2 separate regions of the Ovis aries genome follow, and region 2 is linked to region 1. Evidence: chromatin contacts called from public Hi-C data. All regions are on one chromosome and are shown on one strand. Each heading gives the region's core, a stretch centred on a gene start, on an enhancer-like site or on the middle of the called end of the contact. The rest is flanking DNA. Distances are from core to core; before and after follow the strand shown.

Evidence for each region. Hi-C and Micro-C count contacts between places; a contact is called where the count stands out from the background.
Region 2: a contact with region 1 is called in a Hi-C map of liver, with 3 times the contacts expected there. The contact joins two enhancer-like sites. A contact is called at or near these places in 3 of 16 Hi-C or Micro-C datasets (blood and liver).

The regions. Positions count from the first base shown.
Region 1 is chr1:21,013,857-21,021,379 of ARS-UI_Ramb_v3.0, forward strand. The region is part of intron 13 of LOC101103602 (vitamin D3 hydroxylase-associated protein-like); the gene reads left to right. Among named protein-coding and RNA genes, the nearest start is that of DMBX1, 43 kb to the right of the region's middle. Within about 2 kb of position 5,200, at least 13 of the 54 cell types and tissues checked have an H3K27ac peak or open chromatin away from gene starts, as enhancers often do. A contact at or near this core is called in liver, where this site is marked.
Region 2 is chr1:21,074,321-21,081,915 of ARS-UI_Ramb_v3.0, forward strand. No RefSeq gene overlaps it. Among named protein-coding and RNA genes, the nearest start is that of TMEM275, 13 kb to the right of the region's middle. Within about 2 kb of position 5,296, at least 3 of the 54 cell types and tissues checked have an H3K27ac peak or open chromatin away from gene starts, as enhancers often do. A contact at or near this core is called in liver, where this site is marked.

The DNA.
Region 1 (7,523 bases), core at 3,950-6,449:
GGAGGGCTGGCTTTCGAAGTTAATGATGGGGTGTGTATGGGAAGAAAAGGAGGGATGCCCGCTCTCTGGGTCCTTCTCACATTAGGCTAGAAGCTGTGGCTCGTGGGGATAGAGAATGGCCTGGATACCAGCAAGGTCTCAGAAATTCTGGTCCTTGGGCAACTTGAGAACAGGGCTAGGGGACTGGATTGATTGACCTTTGAGAGTCAGTTTGGGATATGGGGGTCTGTTGAGGGGGACCATTCCCCTCTATTCCCTACCTTTGATGGACAAATGCTAATGACATTACCAGCGATTGACCAGAAACGAATAAATAATTCAGTCTGGCTTGAAAATGGGAGAAAAGTACTTAAATGCTATTGACAAGCCAGTCCCTGGCCTCATTACCCATGCAGACGCAGGCCTCCACATCGACCATGCCCCCCGATCCCTTCAAACCCCACTGTGGGCAGCCTCCGGCCTCCCTCCCATCAAGCTGGCCTGGGCTGAGTGTGGAGGGTGACTGAGGAGACCAGGCAAAGGGCTGGGCCGTGTGGCTAGAGGCACCCCACAAAGGGACAGCAGTCCCTGCGTCCTTCCCCTTTTCTCAGATGCTCATGGTGGCCTCTGTTCATGGGAAGGGTGTCCCGGGCCAGCCCCTCTCGGGCCCAGCCCCAGGTGTGCACACGCACACACAGAGCCCAGCAGCTGCTGCGTCGTCTTCCAGGACAAGAAGAGCGGTGACCCCTGGGGCGGCTGTCAGTCACCACGCTCTTGGGGAATACAAACTCATTAAACGTTTCCCTGCCTTGTTACAGGGACCCGAGTCCCCGAGTCAGGCCTGAGGAGGAGGAGGAGGACGAGGGAACAAATGTGCAGCTGATCCTTTAAAAGCACATCCTGTATCCCTGACCCCTGGAGAAGAGGGGATTATCGAGGGTGGGGATTACCCGCAGAAGGGCCTCCTCATGGGTTCCTGGGAGTCAGGAGTCAGGATTTTCAGCTCCTGGAGCACATGGAGCTCCCCCGGGGCAGCTACTCTGCAAGACAAAACCTTTCCTTGCTAAGTCTCTCTCTTCTTTAGCTGCCTGGGTCTGACTGCCCTTCACGGTGTCTCCTGCATCAGCCAGTTTCTTCAGGGAGAACTAGAGATGCGGTTTTTCCTCCAGCACCTTCCCCGCTTCCAACGCCTTTACGTCAGAGTCATGGTGCCTCCCTAAGCTTCCACAGTCATAAGCCAACAATGCCCACTGGTTAGAGAAGGGCGAGCCTCCGAGATCCTCCGGCCCAGTGGGCAAGCTGCCTCTGGGCTGGACGGCTCCTGGGCTGGACTCAGTGTGGGGAATTTGGGAGGGAGGGCTGTGGTGTGGGCCTGGAGGTACAGTATACTCTGGTGGGTGCGAAGGGTCCACTTCAGCTCAGCCCAGGGAATAGTTCTAAAAAGGGGCCCATCCCTTTGTGAGCCAAACAACCCGCTCCTGAGTGTGGGCAGAGGCCCTGGTGGCACCTCCATTGCCTTCCTCCAGTGGCCAGCCTTCTCACTGCACTGCGTTTGGAGAGCAGACCTGCAGTCTGTGGGCTTTGGGCTGGGCTCACTGGCCTTGCTCTCCCTTCTGGTGTCCTCTCTGCTGCTTGCCTGAACCCTGACCCACTATTGCTCGGCCCCAGAACTGGCCTATCCCTTCCACTTCCCCTCCCCCGCAAAAGTCCGAGGACTCTTCCGCTTCCCCCTTAGGGTGGGCTAAAAACTCTGTGCCCCTGCTCATCATCCATAAGGCCCTTCCTCCTCTGTGTCTCTTCCCACCCTGGCGTCCCACGGGGAGTCATTTATCCGGATCGACTGGCTCTCCTCACTGCAAACATTCGCAGGAGCATTAACAAGCCTAAAACCCAATTAGCCTTCAATTACTCAGGCCTCAGCCAGATTGTCTGTGATGGGGACAGGGGTGAGGAATGTGTTTGGGCACTCTGGGGCACTGCCTGGTGGTAGCCCCCCTCCCTTCCCACCCCACAAGCCCTGCTCCTCCTACCCTTCTGTCTGCTCTCTGCCTCGAGCTCTCTCCTGCTCTTGCCTCCATCCTTCCCAGTCTTCCCTCCCGCCCTCCCCTCACTCCACATCCCTCTTTAAAAAAGTAGTCTTCTTAAATATCACTAGTACATAACTAATACATAGTTTGAATTAAAAAACCTCATTGTAAAAACATAATGCAAAAGAATACAAGGTGAAAAGCTAAGTCCCCACCCTGCCTCCTGCCCCATAAATCCCACAGTCAATAGCCAGGGGTTCTCTTTCCTTTCAGATATTTGATTCTATACATTTACAAATATACACCACATGTAGTTTTAAGTGTTTTTTTTTTTTAACATTTAAGATTGTAACCCTACTATTCATATTGTTTAATGACCTACTCTATTCACTGAACAATTCATCAGCTACATCTCTCCATTTCGGCAGACAAGAATTCTTCCTTCTTCCTGGGTGCATAGTAATCCATGGTGTGGCTGCTCCATAAAGTACTTGGTCAGTCCTTTCTTGATGGACGTTGAGTTGTTTCTGAGGTCTGGGATGACAAACATTGTAGCAGCTCCCTCTGTCCTTCCACGGCTGTGCTCAGAGGCCAGCACTGCTGTGGGGTTCAGTTCAGTTCAGTTCAGTTCAGTCGCTCAGTTGTGTCTGACTCTTTGCGACCCCTGGTGCAGCACACCAGGCCTCCCTGTCCATCACCAACTCCTGGAGTTCACTCAGACTCACGTCCATAGAGTCAGTGATGCCATCCAGGGGTAGACGCCCACATATGGAACTGTTTGGCCCCAGGTGATGCATATTTAAAACTCTGATAATAACTGCCAAAATGCTCTCCACCTCCAGAACCTCCAAGATTGTGCCAATTTGTACTCAATTCTCCATTTCCTCTGCTCTCATCAACACTGGGTATTATCTTTAAAAAATTATCTTTCAATCAAATAGGCAAAATGACATCTTGTGATTTAATTTGTACTTCTCTTCCCATCTACTATTTCCCTCACCTCTCCCTTACTTTCATGTCTCCCTCTTTCCTCTTCCTCAATCCCATCCCTCCTGCCTTTCCTCTCTTTCTCTCTCTGTCCCCCACTCCCATCAGCTCCTCTTTTTCCTTCACCTACTTCCCTTCCTCTCCTTTCCTCTCTCTTCCCCATGATCTTCTCATCCCTTCGCCTTCTCCCTCTCCTTCTCCCTCCTCCCCTGGGTACCACAGTCCTGGGGGGAGGGGTATCCAGAGAAGCTATTAACTCTGCCCCCCTAATACTCTGAGTCCCACTCGCCTCTTAACACCTCCCTGAGCCTGGGCCTCTAAGCCCCATCTCACTCTCGTCTCCCTCTAATCACTAAGGCTTATTTCTGATTTTCTGAAGTGACAAGGAGCTGGGTTTGGGGGAGGGAGGGCTGTCAGCCAGCATCCTCCAGGATTGAGGGAGGGAAGATGCGGGGAGGGAAGCCTGGCTCATGGGATGTCGCCGTGGAGACTCCAGCTAGGCTCTCCTCACTCCAGAGGCCCAGATTCTCCAGCCCCTTCTGCCTCGGCTCACACGGTGCATATACTTCCACCCTCAGGGTGTTCTTTTAGGCTATTTTCTCCAGTTTCTCTTGTGAAAAGGAAAGTGACTCCCCCTTTGCTCCAAGTGAGCTCTGTGGACAGTGTAAGTCCTCCGCGGTGCCCCCCTTCCGCCTCCCATGCTGCCATCCGCTGCAACCATCTCTCTCTGCCCCGCCCCCTGATCCTGAAGGTGGGAAATGCCTTCACAGAGAACACCCCTCATCTCCATCTCCTGCTTCCTTGGAAATCCGGGTCTCCCCTCTCCTGCCCCAAATCCACCCTTCCAAAAGCTCAATGAATTGGCATAAATTTAATTAAGGACAGCAAGCAAATCTCTTGTCATTATAAAGACATTTAAGGTTTAAAATACGTGCTGAGGGTAGAGGTCTCAAGAGAGGTGGGACGAGGGAGCCAGAACTGATTTGGGGGAGTTACACTTGAGCCCTCATTCTAGCCCAACTGTGTGACCCTGATGTCTCTGAGCCTTTCCTTATCAGTCTCCTAGAATATCTAAGCCCAGCAGGAGTACTTTGCTCCTGCCTGGGAGTGTTCTCCCTGCACTAATTTAATTACGTGGCCTAACTGGGCCCAGGCTGGGGAGGTGGTTAATGGCAGCTGCAGAGACAGTGGGTAATCAAGAATTAATTAAGCGTTTCTGGGGATTCCCTTGTCTGGGCCAGGGATTCCTGGGAGCTTGGCTAAGGCTGGGCAGGGTGCGGGAAACCCCTCCAGCTTGCCTCATGCCTTTGCCCCTGCCTCTTCAGGAGTCGGGGAAGCAGCAGACCCCAGCTCCAAAGAGTCTCTGGGTGCAGGACTGCCCACCTAGGCAGTCTCTGCTCAGTGAGACAGAGAACCACTCAGGGGCCAGCTCAAATCAGCAAGTCCAGGAGCCAGCAGCGGGGTGGGCTGGGTGGAACTGGACAGCTGCCTGAGCAAGAGAGTCTAGACATTCCTATTAAGGGCTCAGCCTGTGTTGAGGTTGGGGCTTAGTTTAGGCTGGGCAGGTGGAAAAGGAAAGGGGAGACTTCAGTCTCTGGGCGCTGGAGTCAGGTAGCCTGGGTTGCAGGCGTAGCTTTACTACTTGGTAAAAGCTGGTGCTCTGCCCCATGGCCTGTCCCCCAGCTCTTCACAGAGGAGCTTCCTCCCTAGCATTCAGGTTCCAGAGCACACATCAACAGCTCAAGAAGCCTTCCTTGACCGCTCAGGCTAATTTGCCTGCCCAGGCCCCAGTTACTATCACACCACTTTGCCTTATTTTCTGTGCATGTTATTTCCTGACTTATTTCTTATGTGCCCACCCGCCTTCTTCACTGGAATAGGGCTCATGTGCCTGAGAGCCGCGTCGGTGAGGCTCACAGCTGGGTCCCAGCACCCAGCACAGCGCGGTCCCTAGAAGGTGTTCCCAGACGGAAGCGATCTCTCTAAACCTGTCTCATTGGGGGTGGGGTGGGGGTGGGGGTGGCTCTTCACACTCTGCAGGCTTTCAGGTCATGAGCGGGAGTTTAAAGCCCGGACTCGGGGAGCGCTGAGCACCGAGCCGGCCCAGAGCTCGCTGCCGGCCGCCGAGGGCGGTCACGACGTGATCAACCTCGTCGGCGTCGCCGCCGCCACCCTCGTCCTCACGGGCGGATTTCCTGCCCCGCCTCTCGGCTCCGGGCCCGGCCGGCCGCAGGGAGGACGGCGCCCGCCGGGGCAGGGGCCTCGCCGGGCCAGGCCGGCCGACCCGCCGCGGGCCCCGCTCCTTCCCAGGCGCCCCCGCGCCGCCGGCGCTTTGAAGTCCCCAATCCGGCAAATAGAGTCAATCAATTATGAAGGGAACAATCTGGCGGCCCCTCGGGGAGCGGCGGCCGAGCGATCCCGGGGGATTAGGCCGCAAATCGCGCTGAGCCTCCCTAAGTGACAGCGAGAGAATCGCGCGCGGCGGCGGTGGCGGCGGGAGCGGGAGGGAGCGCGGCCGCTAACCCGATTATGCAGATCCGCGGGGGGCGCGGATTAGGCCGCGGGGGCGGCTTCGCCCTAAGCGGCTCGGGGATTTGGGAAAAGTTTACTCGGGAGGAGGGGGAGGGGGCGGGGGCGAGAGCGGGGGCGGGGCCTCCCTCCCGGGGGCGGGCGGGCTGCCCACGGCTCCCAGCTGGGTGACAGAGGCCGCCGGCCGCAGAGGAGCCCGAGGTGGGGCCGCGCCCGAGACGCCGCACCTTTCCAGGCACACGCTCACACACAATCACACATTTACAATCACACACATACAAAGAGTTACACACGATAATCCTACGTACAAGTCCACACACACACACACACACACACACACAGAGTGTGTGTTTCCCAAACTGCAAAACACGTGAGAACACACAGAGGCGTGTACACAGGCACATCCAGGCTCGTCATCACGTGTAAGCCAAGCCTATGATCGTTCACACACTGAAGCAACACTGGCTCAGTCACACGAGGGTTCACATGCACACTTGCAGACACAGGCAGCCCCTTTACTGTTTATAGACACACCATCCTGCTTTCAGACTTGGTGCCTCGCAGCCGCTCCAGCAGAAACCCCCCAGGCATAGGTGGAGATGCGGCTGCGCACCGGGCTCTGCAGACGAGTGGTCCGGGTGCACAGCTCCTGCCTGCACTCTCTCGCAGACCTCCCTGCCTTCCTCCCTGGAAGGACCCCAGGGACAAGTGTGTGCCAGTGTCTGTGAGCCTGTGTGTGTTGTTGAGTATGAGCCTGCCAGCGTGACCCATCTCTCTAAATATCTCTCCTCTTGGGCTTCTGCGACAGGGTGGAAGGGACTGAGGCATGAAGCTGGGCTGGGAAATAAGCTGAGACCTCTTGGTGACTCTGGCTGGGGGTCCTCTCTTCGGGGCTGGGAGTCAGAGACTTTCCTCACCAGGTCTCTGGGCCTGCTGCTTCCCTTAGGTGTGGTCAGGGAGGAGGCTGAGGAAAGAGGGCTAGGCTTCCTGCTAACCCTCTAGGAAAAGGGCACAGAGTCTAGCTCCAAGACAAGCAAGCTGTCAGGAATGTCTTGGCCACTTTTCATCTGTAAAATGCTCACGGTGTATGACTGGAGTGTGTCCAGGGAACGCACATGCTTTCATACTCAGTGTATGCCCATGGTAACATGTATGCTTTTGTGGTTGCTGATGTGTGTATCCCTAGCCTCACACCCCTCCCACAAACATCACAGCCATACACAACTGAGGGCCCACAGTGACACAGACAGGGACTCATCCTGGACACACAAAATGACCACGGAAATCACACACATGCACACCACGCCTCTGAGAGAGGCGTGGCAGTGAATACTGCCAAGGTGGCAGAGGGCAGTTGCTGTGGCACGGAGGATATCTTGCCCTATGCCCTAGGCAGTGATAGTGTGACCCTGTGGCTGACTCGATCAATGGGGAAGCGGGGTCAGGGTTAATGAGTCTTTAGCAAACATTTAGCTGCTGCCTCCAGCCCCTGTGCTGTGTGCCCATGTGTGCATGTGTCCATCACACACACCATTGTTGTCACTGACAAGAGGATATGTGTGAGTCTGTGTGTGTGAGACAGACAGACAGAGAGAATTACTTTCAAAATCTGGGATCCACCTTAGGTGGTCTGGGCTGACCCCTGGATCCTGGGCAACGGAGGAAGGGGGGTTCTGTGGTGGGATGAAGATATGCTCTGGTATCTCAGGCTGCTGTGCACGTAGAGGAGAGTCCCCTCCTTGTATAACCACAGCCACATGCTGATGCTGTCTAGGCTTGGCTCTCTCGTTGACCTTCCCAGCTCCAGCCCTCTGGTCTGGAAGCCCCTGGAGGTGAAGCTGGAGGAATCAGACCATCAAGAAGAAATTCTCATGGGTATTCCCAACCTACCGGATAGGACCCTCCAGTTGGCTAGGCCCCTCACACCCATAGAGGTGTGAGGGTCCTGAGTTCATGCTCAGGGAGGATTCCTCTGGCTGCCAGTGGAGCTGATCTGATTAG
Region 2 (7,595 bases), core at 4,046-6,545, 61 kb after region 1:
GGCTGACCGCCCAATGGCTCCTTTATCTTGGCAACCAGGCTTGAAGAGCTGTTCTTGGAAAGAGCTCGTGTGGGGCGTGTGCGAGTGCGTGTGAGTGTGAGCCTGTGTTCACAAAGCTGCTCTTTGTTGCCGTCCCCACCTGAGCGGCTGCAGACCTGGAAGCCTGGGTCCTTCAGAGGTTAACCTGTCCATCCCTCGCCTCTACACAGATGTGCTGGTCAGCCAGGTGGGCGGGAACACTGTCTTTTTCGCCTTAAGATTCTCCCAGAGGCGAGAACTCCAGGAAACAGGAGCCCTAGTGCCTCAGGAAGAAGGCAGGTTAGGGTGGGATGGATGCCTGACAACATGGGAGAGGTGACCGGGAGTTTTGGTCCTTTTAGCAGGTGCGGTGCTTCCTTCGCCCTGGGGTCCAGGCCCAGCATACACAGCCCCTCTGGAGGCAGGGCCAACAAGACGCCCAAGAGGCTTGCCCAATTCAGACTTACCTTCAGCAGGCTCTTGGTGAGCCACCTGGAGAAACACTGTCAGCCAGCAAGCCCCGACCTGCCTCTCAGACTGTGGGGTATGAGAGAAGTCCCTCTCTGGGCCTCAGTCCCTATGATGGCTTGGACTGCAGCCCCTGGCTGGACTGGGTAGAAGCTCCAGGTACACAGGCAGGACCTGGAGTAGCTGGATCTGCAACAGGAGTCTGTCTATCATCCCCTCTCCCTCTCTGCCATTCCAGCTGCTAGGATCCTGCCAAGCCCAAGCGAATGGATAAGGATAGGGTGGGGGTTGCCTACAGCAGGACCCACTGTGTGAATGGTCTGGGGATTCCTGCTACAGGTTCTCAGAAGAGACATCCTCAGGGTCCCTCCAGTCTAGTCCCCATTCAGTCAGGAATTGCTAACACCCAGCCCCTGCCCACAAACCTGCAGGGACGAGGAGCTCATTACCTTGCAGGGCAGCCTGCTCCAGGGCTGACTGGGAAGTTCATCCTCATTTGAGCTGAAGCCTGCCTCCTCCTCCTCAGGCCTGGCCTAGGGGAGGGTAGGAGTGGGGCACACAGAACATGCCTGTTCACAGTGTTCTGGGATGTTTGACCAAATTGGACTGTGTAGTACTCACACACTCGGGGCCCTTTCCCACCTGTCTGCTCTTGCTGTGAAAGTCTATTCACTCTTCAGAACGCACCACATGCACCCTCTCTGGGAAGGCTTGTGGGGTCACTCCTTGCTCTCTCCCTCTCTTGACCTCTCTGGAGCACCAGGTAAATCCAGATGGAGCTCCCTGAGCAGGACCCGGCGGCATGGTCAGAACCAGACGCAGAGTCATTGTGGAACCAGTACTGCGCTGGAGGGGCAGCAAGAGGGGTGGGCTCTGCCTGGGATTCCGGGGGCCCGGGTCCTGTCTGGACTTGCTCTGGGGCCTTGGGCGAGCCCTGGCCTTTTCTGGGCCTCTGCTTCCTGTGCAAAGGCTGGAGGGCAGGCTCTTCAGGCCACCTGCCTGCCTTGGAAGGCCTTGCTTTCTGAATGTCCTGCTGAGTGATATTCATGGCCCAGTTTCCTCAGCTGTTCCATCCAGGGCCTCTTCCCAGCCTGGACCACGTACCCGGCTGTGGGTGCAGATGGGGTGTCAAGGCGCCCATTTGGCAAAGGCCCAGCAGCTGCCCAAGGAACTGGGATATGTCCAGGGATGGCACCCAGGGAGGAGTAAGCACCCTTGGGCCATGCAGGATCTCAACCCTCTTCTCCATTAAAAAAAAATACATCTTTCTTTTCTTTCGGTATTTTTGACTGCACTGGACCTTTGTTGCTGCGTTCTGGCTTTCTCTAGTTGCGGAGAGCAGGGGCTACTCTTCATTGCGGTGCATAGGCTTCTCACTGAGGCGGCTTCTCTTGTTGCAGAGCGCGGGCTCTACCCACATGGATTTCAGGAGCTGCAGCTTGTGGGTTCTAGAGTGTGGGCTCAGTAGTTGTGGCACATGGGCTTAGTGGCTCCGCAGCATGTGGGATCTTCCTGGACCAGGACTGAACCCATATCCCCTGCATTGGCAGGCAGATTTTTAACCACTGGACCACCAGGGACGTTCCTTTCCTTCTTTAGAGATGAGCCTGGCCCTGAGGCTGAGGCCATAGCCCAGCCTGGTCTCTTCCCGAGGATGTGGCTCTTATTTTGCACAAGCTTTAGCTCTCTCCTCTCAGTCTTGAGCCCCCGTGTCCCGACTTTAGGGGCTAGCCACCCCTAGTCTTTGTGAGGAGGATGGGAGGATCTTTAGTCAACTAATGTTTATTGAACACCATCTATGTGCCAGACACAGCTTTGGGAACTGGAAATGCAGTGCTGAACAAGACGGTCCCTGCTCCCAAGGCACTCAGTGCTGGAGACAGAAAACAAATAGATAAGCACTGCAACAGATACGTTTGGGGTGCTGATGAAAGGTCAGAGTGAAGGTGAAAGTGAAGTCGCTCAGTTGCGTCTGACTCTTTGCCCACCAGGCTCACCACGACTCTGTAGCCCACCAGGCTCCTCCGTCCATGGGATTCTCCAGGCAAGAATACTGGAGTGGGTTGCCATTTCCTTCTCCAGGGGAGCTTCCTGACCCAGGGATTGAACCCAGGTCTCCCGCATTGCAGGCAGACGCTTTAACCTCTGAGCCACCAGGGAAGCCCCAATGAAAGGTCAACAAGGACTCAAATAGGGAGTGGGGTCAGGGTGCAATGGAGGAGAGAGATGGAAGGATCAGACCATGAGTGAGGACAGGGAGGACCAGACATGTCAGATCAACATCCAGGTGGACAGCCGATGAGGAAAGAGGCTGGTGCAGGCCTGGAGGCTCCAGTGAAGGCTCTGGGGGAGAAGGGGTGGGAGCGGGGTGGGATCTATTAAATAGCTGATGACTCCAGGCCCTAATCCTGTGCCAGGCCTAGGCGGGTAGTCTGTGTTGGGGGAGGGGAGCACCCCCGCTGGGGTGTAATTTCACGCTGAAGGGCCTGATGGGGCGTCCCAGGGACTGATCCTTTCTGGATCAGAAAACTCACTTCCCTTTGTCGCACGCAGGGCGATTAATGCCTTAACCCTTTGTGGGCTGGCCCAGGGCCAGTCCCGCCCCACGGCACCTCCAGCCCCAGGGAACCCTACCTAGCCCAGAGCCCTTGCCTCCCTCCCTGCCAGCGCTGGGACCTGGTCCTGTCTGCGGGGAGGGAGACGCTGGGACTGAAGAAAGCCAAGGGACAGATTCCCAAGCAGCTTGTCCACGTCCCTGTTCCTTCCAGGGCAGCTCACCAGGCCCAGCGCCCCCAGAGAAGTGAACTCTCCACCTCTATCTGCAGGCTCTCTTATAGCTCAGTTCAAGTCCAGCCTCCCTCAGGAACCAGGGTCCAGTGCACCCATCGGCACAACCTTTGCACGCGTCACAAACGGGTGCTCACTGTCTCCAAGGGGGCCTCCCCACTGGCAATAGGCAATACAGCCGAAACCGCCTAGTACCACAGATCTCTGAGTGAGGAATGAAGACCCCCAGCCCCACTCTCCCCACCCCCTGACCCTGAGATTCCCTGACCCTCACAGGCCGTGACTCCAGTAGCACCTCAGACATAGCCCTGGCCAGGTCGCCACTGTCAGCCCCTGCCTTTCTGCCCTCTCTAGGCCCTCTTTTAACCTCATCTGGGTTCAAAGACCCACCAAGGAAGTTGTTGCACCTTCTTAGGCCCCTCCCCTCGCTCCTCCCAGCCCCGCCTCCCATCTCGGGGCAGCCTTGCAGGTGGCCCCGCCCAAGCTCCCCTGGAGTGGGCGAGAGGGGCAGGGGCCCGGGCTAGGCCTCCGCTAAGCTCCTGGGGTCTCTAAAACCCCAGCCCCATTAAAAGAAAGACCCTAAATGTTATTTACACTTCGGAGTCTTAAAAACCATTAACAAAAGCCACTTAATTCAATTATCTTCCTGGCTGGCTCGGTTCTCAGCGCTGAGCCCCGGCCTCCCCTGGCCGCCCCCTCCCTCGCCCTCCCCCTCACTGTCATTGTGTCGGGCTAATGAGGTAAACTGAAGCGAGCCCTGTCCCCCCTGACAGGTTTATGAGAATTTAATAAAGCGTGGCCGGGACCAAATGAGTTGCCTCAGCCTCGGAGAGCTCATTGTCTTCGGCGTCAGCGTTTTTTGACTCGAGCCGCCCCCTCCCCCGCCCCCTCCTGCCTGGCTCGGCCCTCAGCGCCCCCCACCCCTCCCCGCCCCAGTGCCTCCCCAGGTGAGCCGGGGGAGGGCCTGGCTGATGCCAGCGCGGCCTGCAGGGGCAAGGCCCTGGGGCCCAGCCCTGACCTGGGCAGTGTGCCCAGGGGAGGACCTACCTCCCCTCACACACACCGGGCCCCCAGAGTGCGCAGGGATCGCTGGGACTCCTACTTCCTACCTCCCTGCTGTGTCTGACTGACACTGCCCACCTGGGGCTGAGGCCTGGCGAGTGCACAATTCACTTTTTCTTGCTTGTCTGCAGGGATGGACCAGAGTAAGGGGGCTTCTCTTCCTGCCAGTGCACATGGTAGGGACACAGGACCCTCAGTTATGACCTGGTCACCTTCTCCCCTTTGTCCCTGAAAGGTAACAAGGGGGTGGAGCACAGCCCAGTGAGTGGAAGGGATTTGCCCAGTTTTCTGCAGGAATCAGAAGTAAAGATGCAAGAGGCACCCAGGCTGGAGGGCCCCAGACACACAGGCAGGCAGGCAGGCCCCACCTGGAGCTCAAGGGGTACCTGGAGAAGGCCCAGCTGTCCTTACCCCCTCATGTCCCAGACAGCCTTGAGCCAGGCTTTCTCTGTCTAGCCTTTCAGGGATGCAATGTCTAGGAGTTTCTGGACCACTCAGAGACCCAGAATTTCTTCTCTCCCCCTCAAAAGTGTTTCCAGAAGGTACTGCCTTCTGGGGCTAAAGCCTGGCCTGAAAGCCTCATCTGGAAAGTCCTGAAGTCCAGGGTATTTGGGAACAAGTCCTAGAGATCAGGGCTCAGTCTTCGACCATGACAATAGCTGAGTCTCAGTTCAGGGTCAGCATTCAGTTTGGGACCAGATTCAGGACTCTGTGACTAGCATCAGGTTCAGCCTGATACTAGAATCAGGGCATGGTGCGTGGATCAAGGTCAGGGCTCAGCCTGTGACCGAATAAGAGCTTACTGTTTGTCCACAATTAAGGCTTAGCCTGTACCAGGTCGGGGTGCAATCTTTGATACAGGTCAGCATTGATCAGGATCAGTGTTCACTGTGTGGAGCAGTCAGGATCAAGGCTCACAGTGTGATCAGGGTCAAGTTCAGGTCAGGACCTCTTATGGACCTGGGCAGGGGCTCAGTCGAAGGTCAGAGTGAGGACTCGGTCTAGGACCAGACCCAGGACTTAGCTGTGTCCTTGATAAAGCATAAATCTGTGTCCAGTATCTGGCCTCCCTCTGTGATAAGGTCAGAATCCAGAGTTGGAGATGTCACTTAGCAAATCTGGGTGACTTAACACCCACTTCTTCATGCACACCGAACTCCCTGCTCTCCATCTCCTCAGGCCTGGCCCCTCAGAAAAGGAAATGGGGGAAGTTGTGCAGTCTGGCGGGACTGTCACCTCTATCCCCTGTCGTGTGCCCAGGGTGCCCTCTGGTGGCACTCCCTAGCAGTGCTGTTTTCCTCAGTCAGCCCGCCTATCTGGCCACCACTTACTTAAGGGAGCCTGGCCCTCAGGTGCATCCATCAGTGTCTATCCAGGCAGCTCTATATTCCAGCCTCACTCCACCTCCTCACAATGCAGAAAATAGGAACTGTCCAGGGGAATCCCCACACACATAAGCACTTTTCTCCCTTCCTGTTCAGAATTGGGTATCTTGATAATTCGCTATTGCAGGAGGCCCAGAATCTTAGCTGTGTGATAACATTCACAGCTTTTTACTCATTCAGTTGTTTGACAGATATTTATCAGGCATCTGCCTCGTGCCAGGCGGGCACTGAGTGCATAGCTGTCAACAAGCCAGCAGTCCCAACCTCTTGGAGCTCCCCTTCTACCCCCTTCTCCCTAATTCCCAACTCCTAGGGCACAGACCTCACTGGAAAGGCACTGGCAGAAGGTGAGATTCAGAACTGGGCAACTTCAAGTCCCTGCTCTGCCCTAGAGTCAGAGGCTGGACTACTCGAGGTTCTGGTCCCGTCTTCACCTCCCTTCGCCCACATCATCAGGATGCATGGCTTCACCACCACCCACAGGTTAATTTCTTCATCTGCATCACCGGGGCTCTCCATCTGGAACTCGGGGGTGTGGCTCCAGCTCCTATGGGACAGCTCCACTGGGTAAGCTGACCTTCCATGTGGCCATAGCCCTTGCTTTGTCGTCCACCATAGGCCCAGCTGTGCAAACCACAATTCTAGCACTTCCTCCCAGATTCCTCTCTCTTACTCCCGTAAATACTGACAGGGAGACCTCAAAAATGGGTGGAGGATCTGCGCAGCTCACAGCCACCACCAGCATTTTCCACTGCAGTGAGCTTCTAACCCGGCCCCTCTTCTCCCTCAGGTCCCTCAACACTCTGTTTTCCACACAGCAGGCAGAGCGAGTGGTGAAGTCATAAATCACATCATGTCATGTCCCTGTTTAAAACCCACCTGTGGTTCCATCTCACAGAGATTAAAACCCCAGCTCCTCGCCTTGGCTGCCTAGCTTTATAGGAGCAGAGCAACAACCCCCTCCCCACCTTCTCCAGCTTCATCTCCCACCCTTGTCTCCACATCCCTTCTTTCTTGGTCTGACACATGGGGGCCAAGTTTATTCTCACCTTAGGGTTGCACCGGCCATTTCCTGAGCTTGAAATGTTCTTGCTCTAGACTTCCGTGTGGCTTTCAGAGCTCAACTTAAATGTTACCTCTCAGAGGAGTCCTCTCCAGCCATCCAAGTCCCTCTGTCGCTTCTTCCTATTGTGATTTGCTGCACAGCACTATCCACTAGCTAATGTTTTTAGTCTTGTGTGCTTATGTATTTATTCTTTAATTTCCCCCTAAGTAGAACGTGAACTCCCCCAGAGCTTGCTCACCAAGCTATGGGTCCATAGTGTGTACGTGCTAAGTCACTTCAGTCATGTCCAACTCTATGACCCTGGCTCCTCTGTCTGTGGGATTCTCCAGGCAAGAATGCTGGAGTGGGTTGCCATACACTTCTCCAGGGGATCTTCCTGACCCAGGGGAGATGTAAGATGTCTCTTACATCTCCTGCATTGGCAGGCAGATTCTTTAACACTAGCGCCACCTGGGAAGCCCATGGGTCCATAGTAAGACTCAGGAGTTATTTGCTGAATTAATTAGTAAAAAAAAAAAAAAAAAAAGGTCCTAAGTGGCTGCCTTCATTTCTTCTAGTGGGAGGGAAGGGAGAGGATCTGAGTTTTCGGCCCTTAGTGGGCTCCTCTGGCTTGGCCAGCAGTGGTTCTCTCTGTGGGCAGGAGAGGGGCTGTGCATTCATCCTAGGACCCCTGGGAAGCGTCCCTTTGGGAGATGCCGGTCCCTGCTCAGATTCCTCAGTGCCTGCGAAGCAGCACTAGGGCCTATCTTTACTAGTAATGGTATCAAACACATATGGTACTGATTACGTACAAAACCTTAACCTACTAC